2 separate regions of the Mus musculus genome follow, and region 2 is linked to region 1. A link is a contact called in public Hi-C data. All regions are on one chromosome and are shown on one strand. The core of a region is the stretch at or near the end of the contact, and the rest is flanking DNA. Distances in the headings are between cores, read along the strand shown. Region 1 holds the start of Chmp2b (charged multivesicular body protein 2B). Region 2 has its middle 88 kb from the start of Gm52259.

Region 1 (3,814 bases), core at 700-3,199:
TGGCCATCAACTAAATAGAATGGATGCCAGCCAGACTGAGACGTATCAAGTGGATATCAGACGGTTTCAAACTATGGGAGCAGCAAGCTGTTAGAGTGCTGAGCTTCGGTTGTACATATTTCTATTTTATCTTTATTGTAATGAGCAAGCCCTGTCTTTAACTCCCGCTGTGCACTTTTGCAGGGTCTTCCATATGGTTGCTGCTAAGTGCTTGGCATTTTCCCAACTGTTACAATTGGGTCAGTGGGGGGGATCGCTTAGGAGTAATAAAACAAGGGTGACTGCGGCAGGGAGGAGGGAGAGCCCTATGCACTGGCAGCTTATTGCCTCTCATGCATCGCAAGCACGGCTCTATGACATTCATTACTTTGGGCAGCTAGGGCAAGCTTTGTTGTTGTTGTTGTTGTTGTTGTTATGATTTTTCCATGAAAAAAAAGCCACACCCTGGCTACAGTTCCTGTCTCCCCCACTATAATTCTAATCTTGTTTACTTCACCTCCTAAAAGTGACTAAATAACTTGAGGGAGATAACTGTACCTTGCTTACTCTTGCTGTTCTCAAAAAGTTTTATTAACAAACTCTTGGCTAAGTTTCACTAATAGTAGCTGTAGCAGCAGGGTTATCAGTGTTCTCATGGGTTTTGATATCTTATGAGGTTAAAAAAAAAGCAAATCTAATGATCGATCCCCAAAGCTTAAACATTCTTGAAAAACATTATTATGATCCTAAAATGAATCATAGTAACGTTTTAGAGTGACCCTGGCATTTGAAGTCATATCTATGAAAAAAATGCTATTACTACTCCTACTATTAAGTACTAATAATTGAACCAGGGCCAGACATATAATCATAAGTTCTACCATTGAATAACACATCTCGGGGTTCAGCAATTTTGGTATCTTTGTTTTTGTAGTAGTTGTTTCGAGACTGGGTTTGTCTGTGTAGCCTTGACTATTCTGGAACTCTCTATGTAGATCAGTCTGGCCTCGAACTCACAGCGATCTGCCTACCTTTTTTGCCTTCAAAGTGCTGGGATTAAATGCTCCCCCTGCCTGTCACTGTTTTGCTTTGTAATCCCATGAAAGGCATTGCTGCTAAACAGGGGATTCGCAGGGGAATATGTTCAAGACATAATTATGATTGTAAATAGAAATAATACATTAATCAGGAAGATGTATACATAGTCATGAATGATTATGATTTCCATATTTATTTTATACAGTCAAGAACTTAAATGACTGTCCTTTTTACAGGGTATGGAGACTTTTGGTATTAAATATCAACCAAGTGCTATGTAGCAATTTCATAGATTCACTGTGCAGCCATTTTTTGGTGTGTGACTGTGTGTCTTTTCCTCCGCATTTATGTGACACCTAAACAAGTTGGGTTCTAAGCAAGAACACAAGTATCAGCAGCCTTTCTTGTTCCAAGTCAGGAGCATTAAACAATAGTGTGGCATTAGAATTCGCTTGTCACTCCTCTCCTGGACAATCTCTGAACCCCAGATCCCCAGGGACAGAAGCAGGCTGGTGGAAACACCAGAAACCGGGTGGTAGGTGAAGATGGGTCCCGCAAGAGGCAGCCAGGAGTCAGGTAGCATCAGGGCAGTCTGGGAAGATCACCTGGGACAAGCCTAGCAGGGCATCCCCTAAGGCCTTTGCATTGATCGCTTGGGAGTCCTACTGTCAATCAGTCTCAGGTCCGCAGTCCACCACACATCCCCAGGATCCCTAATTCCAACAACCTGGAACAACAAGGAAGGCGTGGATCAGGTTTCACTCTTGCCCGAGGTCAGCACAGAAACCAAGCGAGCATCTTGCAGACTCACGCGCCGCCAGCCTTGCCAACCTAGGTCCGGACGGGTCGCAACGGAAAGCAGGGAAGAGCGGGCAGCCTTTGAAGTGAGGGCACCGCTGCGGCTTCAGAGGCGCAGTGCGCAGGCGTGCTCGCAGACTGCGCACGCGCCGCCTAGAAGTGACTTCTCCAAAAAAGTGTCTTAGTTCCCGGTCACCTGAGCACCCAGGACGCGTTCTCGGGAGCCTCGCGGAGCCACGCCCGCCGCAGGTCGAGCTTGGAGACCCCGTCCTCCTCCTCCCGCCGCTGCCAGGCTTCTCCGGGATCCGTCCTTCTACCGGTCCTGTTCCCAGAACCGGGCCGGACCGAACCGGGCCGAGCTGGGCCGCCCGGGCGCGGCCGCTCACCATGGCCTCCCTCTTCAAGAAGAAGACTGTGGACGGTGAGTTCGGGGCCAGGCTCACCCGCCCGGGGTCTCTGGGGAGCTCCGGCCTCGGATCGGGTGCTGTCCCCCGAGGTGGGCCCGTGTCGGAGGCCCCACAGGTGACCATGGCTGCGTGACTCCGGCTCCACTGGCTTACCTGGCCGGCTCGCCCTCCTGACTGCCCTCACCCCACCCTCGTTTTTCTCCCCCCACCCTCGCCCGCCCCACTCCGGAGAGGATTTCTGAGCTTTCTAGGGAGGCAGACCAGTGCTGGCTCTCGGGTGTCATTAGACTTGGCGAGTTGATGAATTTCATGGTAGTTTTTTTCCCTGCTCGTTGGCTGCTCCTTCCGTGAAGACGCCGCACTTCCTGACATCCGAAAGGGATGTGTGTTTACTAGGGGACAAGGCAGGAGGTCACAGCGGGCCCACTTAGGAAATAAACTTGGGGCCAGGCTGGCTGTATTTTTACAAACACCTAGCGTTACACGTAAGAAAGACTCCAGCAGAAAAACCTAAGCCCAAGGGAAGGGTCCCGGTATAGTTTTTGCATAGTGCAGATTTTTCCTTTATGGTTATCTTCTGTCAACGAAAGTGAGGGTGGTGTAATTTTCATAGAAGTTCGCGTTTTTAAAAACACATTGTTTCAGGTGGCTTAGTGCCATCTTGTGATGAGGGAAATACTGGACGTATTGGAATGTACAAGTTTGGTAGCATTCACAGGCTGTGCTGTAGTGTGTATGTTATACGCGGCTGTCCCAGGTATTACATTCCCACCAAGTAATCTAAAAATTGCTTTTCATTGCATGTCGAGCCCAGGTTGCTGTTGCTTCAGCCAAATAATCATTCCTTTGTAAGGAAGGGTCTAGCCCAGCCACACAAGGAGCAGGGGCAGCTAGACTGTGATTGGTACAAACCCAGAGCTCAGCCCTGAGTTGGGGTAACTCCTTCATTTCTTTGTGTTCACTGTTCTAGTGCCAGATTTGGGGGGAGGATAACAAAGACACCATCTCTACCCTGCTACATGGCCTTTCATTTCCACACAGGATGCCATTTTATCCCTCATTTGTAAGACAGCAGAGTGCAGTTTTGCTTCTTCTGAGTGACTTTTTAAATTTTTGTTTTTTGTTTTTTTTTTTTGTTTTTTGTTTTCACTATGTTGACTTTTTACTAATTGAGAAGCACCATTTTCAGCCTCTGGAATTAGCTACTAACTTGCTATGTGGTATAATACAGTTACCTGAAGTGGGTGTTTTCTGGAATTTCCTGAGAGTATTGTTTAATCATTACCATGATAGTTTGGATTGTGTGTGTGTGTGTGTGTGTGTGTGTGTGTATTTCTGTACTAGTATTCTGTACAGTATTGTAATACTGTATTCTACTCCCTCTTGGGGTAGGAAATAGTCATCTCCTTGTTGCCTAAGTTTTATATTGTAATAATTATATATATATATATTTGTGTATATATATATATATATATTATAACTTTATATAGTGATAATGAGAATTTACTGAGCACAGAAAAACTGGGCTTCTTTTTCACCCTGTTGCCACAATTTGAAAGCATTTTTTAACAGTAAAATCCAGATATTCTAGT
Region 2 (3,898 bases), core at 49-2,548, 440 kb before region 1:
GCCAACGAAATTGTATGAAATACTGCAACCATGAAAGGACCCCGGTCCTGCAGACAGCTTCATCTGTTACTTAGCTCATTCCCTTGAGTTATTGTACACTCTTTGATGCACAGTCTCCTGAAAGGTAGATAGATATTCAGACAGGTGGACTGATCACCTTGTGTTGTCATGAAAGGAAAAGATGAAATCCAATTAATATTACTTTGATAGACAAAACCTGGGTCAAGAGAAAACCTCGGAAGATGAGTTTATGAAAATCATCAACTAGGTTATATTTTGAAGTATTTAAGTGCTTAAAAATAAGCTCCTCAAACAAGAAATGTTTGCCTTGAATTCATGGAAGTTCGAGTTTCTTCAGTTGTAAATTGTAGTTCACTTTCTCAGCATAAAAATCCCCACAGTAGACAACGGGATTGGTTTTATTTTATTTATTTATTTTTAAATTATAGAAGCTAAGAAACATGAATTCATTGTCTAGATTGGGAAATCTTTCTTATTTGTTCACCGTCTGTGGACTGAATGATATTAACTTCCAGCCTGAATTTAACGTGCCATGTGAAGCCTTGAATTTCGTCTACAATCTTTAAAAGAAAAATCAGTTGAATAAATAAATGATCATTTGAAGTGTACCAATGAAATAGGAATATTAATTACATCCTAAGTAGCCATTCCTTTAATTCATTTAACCTCATATTATGTGCTGTAAATACTCATTTAAATATTTGTTCCTTTTAGCTAGTTTTCTCGGTTTTAAATGACTTATTTGATTTTGAAGTATACCTTAACTTCCTTTTGGAAATAAGCGCAGGGATACGAATATAACCCATCACAAAATTAACTTTCTTTATTTCAAAGCTACTACTGTATAATGTCCAATCTGACCACTTGAAGATAAGGCTGTAATCAGTAGTAATCGTAATACTATCATCACAACACCAACGTCAAAACATACAGAAATTTCCCATTTAACATGTTCCCAGGCAAAACCCGTTTTATTCCCAGTGCCTTGTACTTGAATATAAATGTTGTTTTCTTTTCATATCCCTAATGTAATTACCTCTGTACATAGCAGAATGGCTAATGCCCTCACATCCTTCATATTTGTTTTGCTTCCTGCTGTTGAATGAACAATCACTGTTTACAGATTTGCGGCAGTTGTAGTCTTCTGACTTTGACTCCTTTCAAACTGGCAAATGAGAAGCATTTTTATATTTGTTGCTCTGGCATTTCTGAAGTAGCTAGGACATTCACAGTGCAAACCACTGTTATTCATACTGTTATAATTCCTTAGCAGTTAAGTCATTACTAGTAATCACAGCAGCCTTGTAGTACAATACCTTATTTGGGAATGTCATGTGAGATGCCCATGGCAATACAGAAAATAAAGGCCAACTTGTCTAGCTGCAGAGGGATTTATTGCTGAACCCTGGCAGAGCCATCTTTTGGGAAGTATTATAGTCTTCTGTGGGATGTATAATATGAACCTGAACAGGAGCAGGTGTCCTGCATAAAGGTGCTATGGGAACCTTAGCATGTAACATTTCCTTTACTAGTTGTCAAAGTTCCAGTTATATTTTATTTTAACACAAAGCTTTAGCAGTCAGTGTTTTTGATAGCTAAGCCACTAGGCAAAGTGAACAACATTTGACAAACTAAAAAATGCACTGGACACTGAGCTAGTTTTGATCTCTGCTTCACCCCCTATCTATGAAAAAATTTGAAAGGTAAAGCAAATTCACTTTGTTTTTGTTTTTAACCACAGGCTTTTCTCAGAGTGTCTAGAACTTAACGTGATATTTACAGTTGTTTCAACGTAAAGGTGAAATAGAGGCTTTCATTCATCATCACCAAGAGTCGGAAGAATTTAGCATATGCTGCTCTAGCTCCTTTTTCGTTTATGTACTCATTTTTTTTTGTTGCTCTAGATCTAAACTGTAATAACTGTACTCGTCCAAGTCCTGTACACTATCTCAAAATAGAATTTGTAATTGTTCTTTATAATGTCACATGTGAAGAAACACGGCAGAGGGAAAGTCAGGACATGTTAACATTCTAGCAGTACTTCCTGAACCACCTACTTGATTGTCATCTGTCACTTTGGAGACACTCTCTTCTATACTTGTCTATGCATGCCTCATTTAAACTGAGAATCCAATGACCTATACAGTAATGCTGGAAGAAAAAAAATGAGTATTACTTATTGCTTATAGCCATCATAAGTACAATTAATGAAACTTTGTTCCTCATATGTATAACATCAAACATTTCACCCTTATACCCAGTCAAGGAAATATATGCCACATTCACTAAGATCATATATTTGAACATATTGCAAACAGATTTTCTTATTAATGATACCCTTTGCAATACACTGGAAGAACTACATACATTTAATGTTATTTCAAACAGAAATGTATAAATTACAAAGCAAATCCCTTTTCGAACTGAGAAATGGTATCCTATTGGCTTTAAGAGCTAGAAACATTTTAGGCGAGTATCTTCTAAACTTATGTCTAGATAGAAGCCAGAGAACTTTGCCAACATCTCTGGATCTGGAGGTACCAGGTTGTATGTAGTTCTGTGGATGTTAGGTATCTGGTTCTGATCATTTTCAAACTTCTTAATAAACTGACTGCAGGTGAAAACAAAGAACCCATGAATAATGCCTGAAGTATTGGAATAAAGATGTCAACAACAACAATTTTTAACTGCAGTTCTAATATCTTTAAATCTCATATTACATTTCTGCCATTTTGTCACTGTAGGCCTTAAAAATGTATACATATAATCTCTGAGATCAGTCAGTACCGAATCTTACCAGACAGATCAGAGTTTTCAGATGTAAATGAGAGCAAACACCTTAAAATGAGATGATCATGCCAAATCAAATGGCTGGCCATATCTAATCATAAATGTGTTTTAAAAGACAGTACATAGGAGTAAAACCAATGAGAAGAGTTTAAAAGATAAAAATCCTTTTAAATTTAGACTTATTTCAGTGTGTGTGTGTGTGTGTGTGTGTGTGTGTGTGTATGTGTGTGTGTGTGTGTGTGTGTAACTTTGTGCATATATGTGTTTCAGGGGATAGGGCATAACAGAGGTGTATTACTCACAGAGACCAAAAGAGCACACCAAACTCACTATACTTAGAATTACAAGTGGGTATTCTGAGGTTCTGGGCTAATATCCACTTATCAGTGAGTGTATACCATGTTTGTTCTTTTGTGATTGGGTTACCTCACTCAGGATGATATCCTCCAGATCCATCCATTTGTCTAAGAATTTCATAAATTCTTTTTTTTTAATAGCTGAGTAGTACTCCATTGTGTAAATGTACCATATTTTCTGCATCCATTCCTCTGTTGAGGGACATCTAAGGAAGACCAAAGTATGGCTACTTCGATTCTTTTTAGAATGTGGAACAAAATACTCATGAAAAGAGTTACAAAGACAAAGTGTGAAGCAGAGACTGAAGGAATGACCATCCAGAGACTGCCTCACCTGGGATCCATCTCATAAACAACAACAAAAAACAGACACTATTGTGGATGCCAACAAGTCCTTGCTGACAGGAGCCTGAAATAGCTGTCTCCTGAGAGGCCCGGCCAGTACCTGACAAATACAGAAGTGCATGCTCACAGCCATCCTTTCCACAGAGCACAGAGTCCCCAATGAAGGAGCTAGAAAAAGTATCTAAGGAGCTGAAGGGGTTTTCAGCCCCATAGGAGGAACAACAATATGAACTAACCAGTATCTCCAGAGCTCCCTGGAACTAAATCAGCAACCAAAGAAAACACATGGCTCTAGCTGCATATGTAGCAGAGCATGGCCTAGTTGGTCATTAATGGGAGGAGAGGCCCTTGTCCTGTGAAGGTTATATGCCCCAGTATAGGGGACT

What was found. Hi-C and Micro-C count contacts between places; a contact is called where the count stands out from the background.
Region 2: a Hi-C map of muscle stem cells shows a contact between it and region 1, with 1.7 times the contacts expected there. The contact joins the enhancer-like site here to the promoter of Chmp2b in region 1. A contact is called at or near these places in 15 of 39 promoter capture datasets (the 3T3-L1 cell line, 3T3-L1-derived adipocytes, the C10 cell line and 8 more), 2 of 15 datasets of contacts at CTCF or cohesin (the NIH/3T3 cell line and pro-B cells), 8 of 484 Hi-C or Micro-C datasets (adipose-derived mesenchymal stem cells, cranial neural crest, embryonic fibroblasts and 5 more), 15 of 115 datasets of contacts at active chromatin or transcription factors (astrocytes, craniofacial prominence, embryonic fibroblasts and 8 more) and 1 of 9 other capture datasets (embryonic stem cells).

The regions. Positions count from the first base shown.
Region 1 is chr16:65,560,897-65,564,710 of GRCm38.p6, reverse strand. Chmp2b (charged multivesicular body protein 2B) reads left to right here and starts at 1,949. Exons shown (of 6, transcript NM_026879.3): 1 at 1,949-2,236. The coding sequence starts at 2,203. It overlaps Gm36457 (predicted gene, 36457), which reads right to left and starts at 1,903. Exons shown (of 2, transcript NR_166048.1): 1 at 1,849-1,903; 2 at 1,192-1,744.
Region 2 is chr16:65,996,956-66,000,853 of GRCm38.p6, reverse strand. No RefSeq gene overlaps it. Among named protein-coding and RNA genes, the nearest start is that of Gm52259, 88 kb to the right of the region's middle. Within about 2 kb of position 1,298, at least 24 of the 459 cell types and tissues checked have an H3K27ac peak or open chromatin away from gene starts, as enhancers often do. A contact at or near this core is called in the NIH/3T3 cell line, adipose-derived mesenchymal stem cells, embryonic fibroblasts and 1 more, where this site is marked.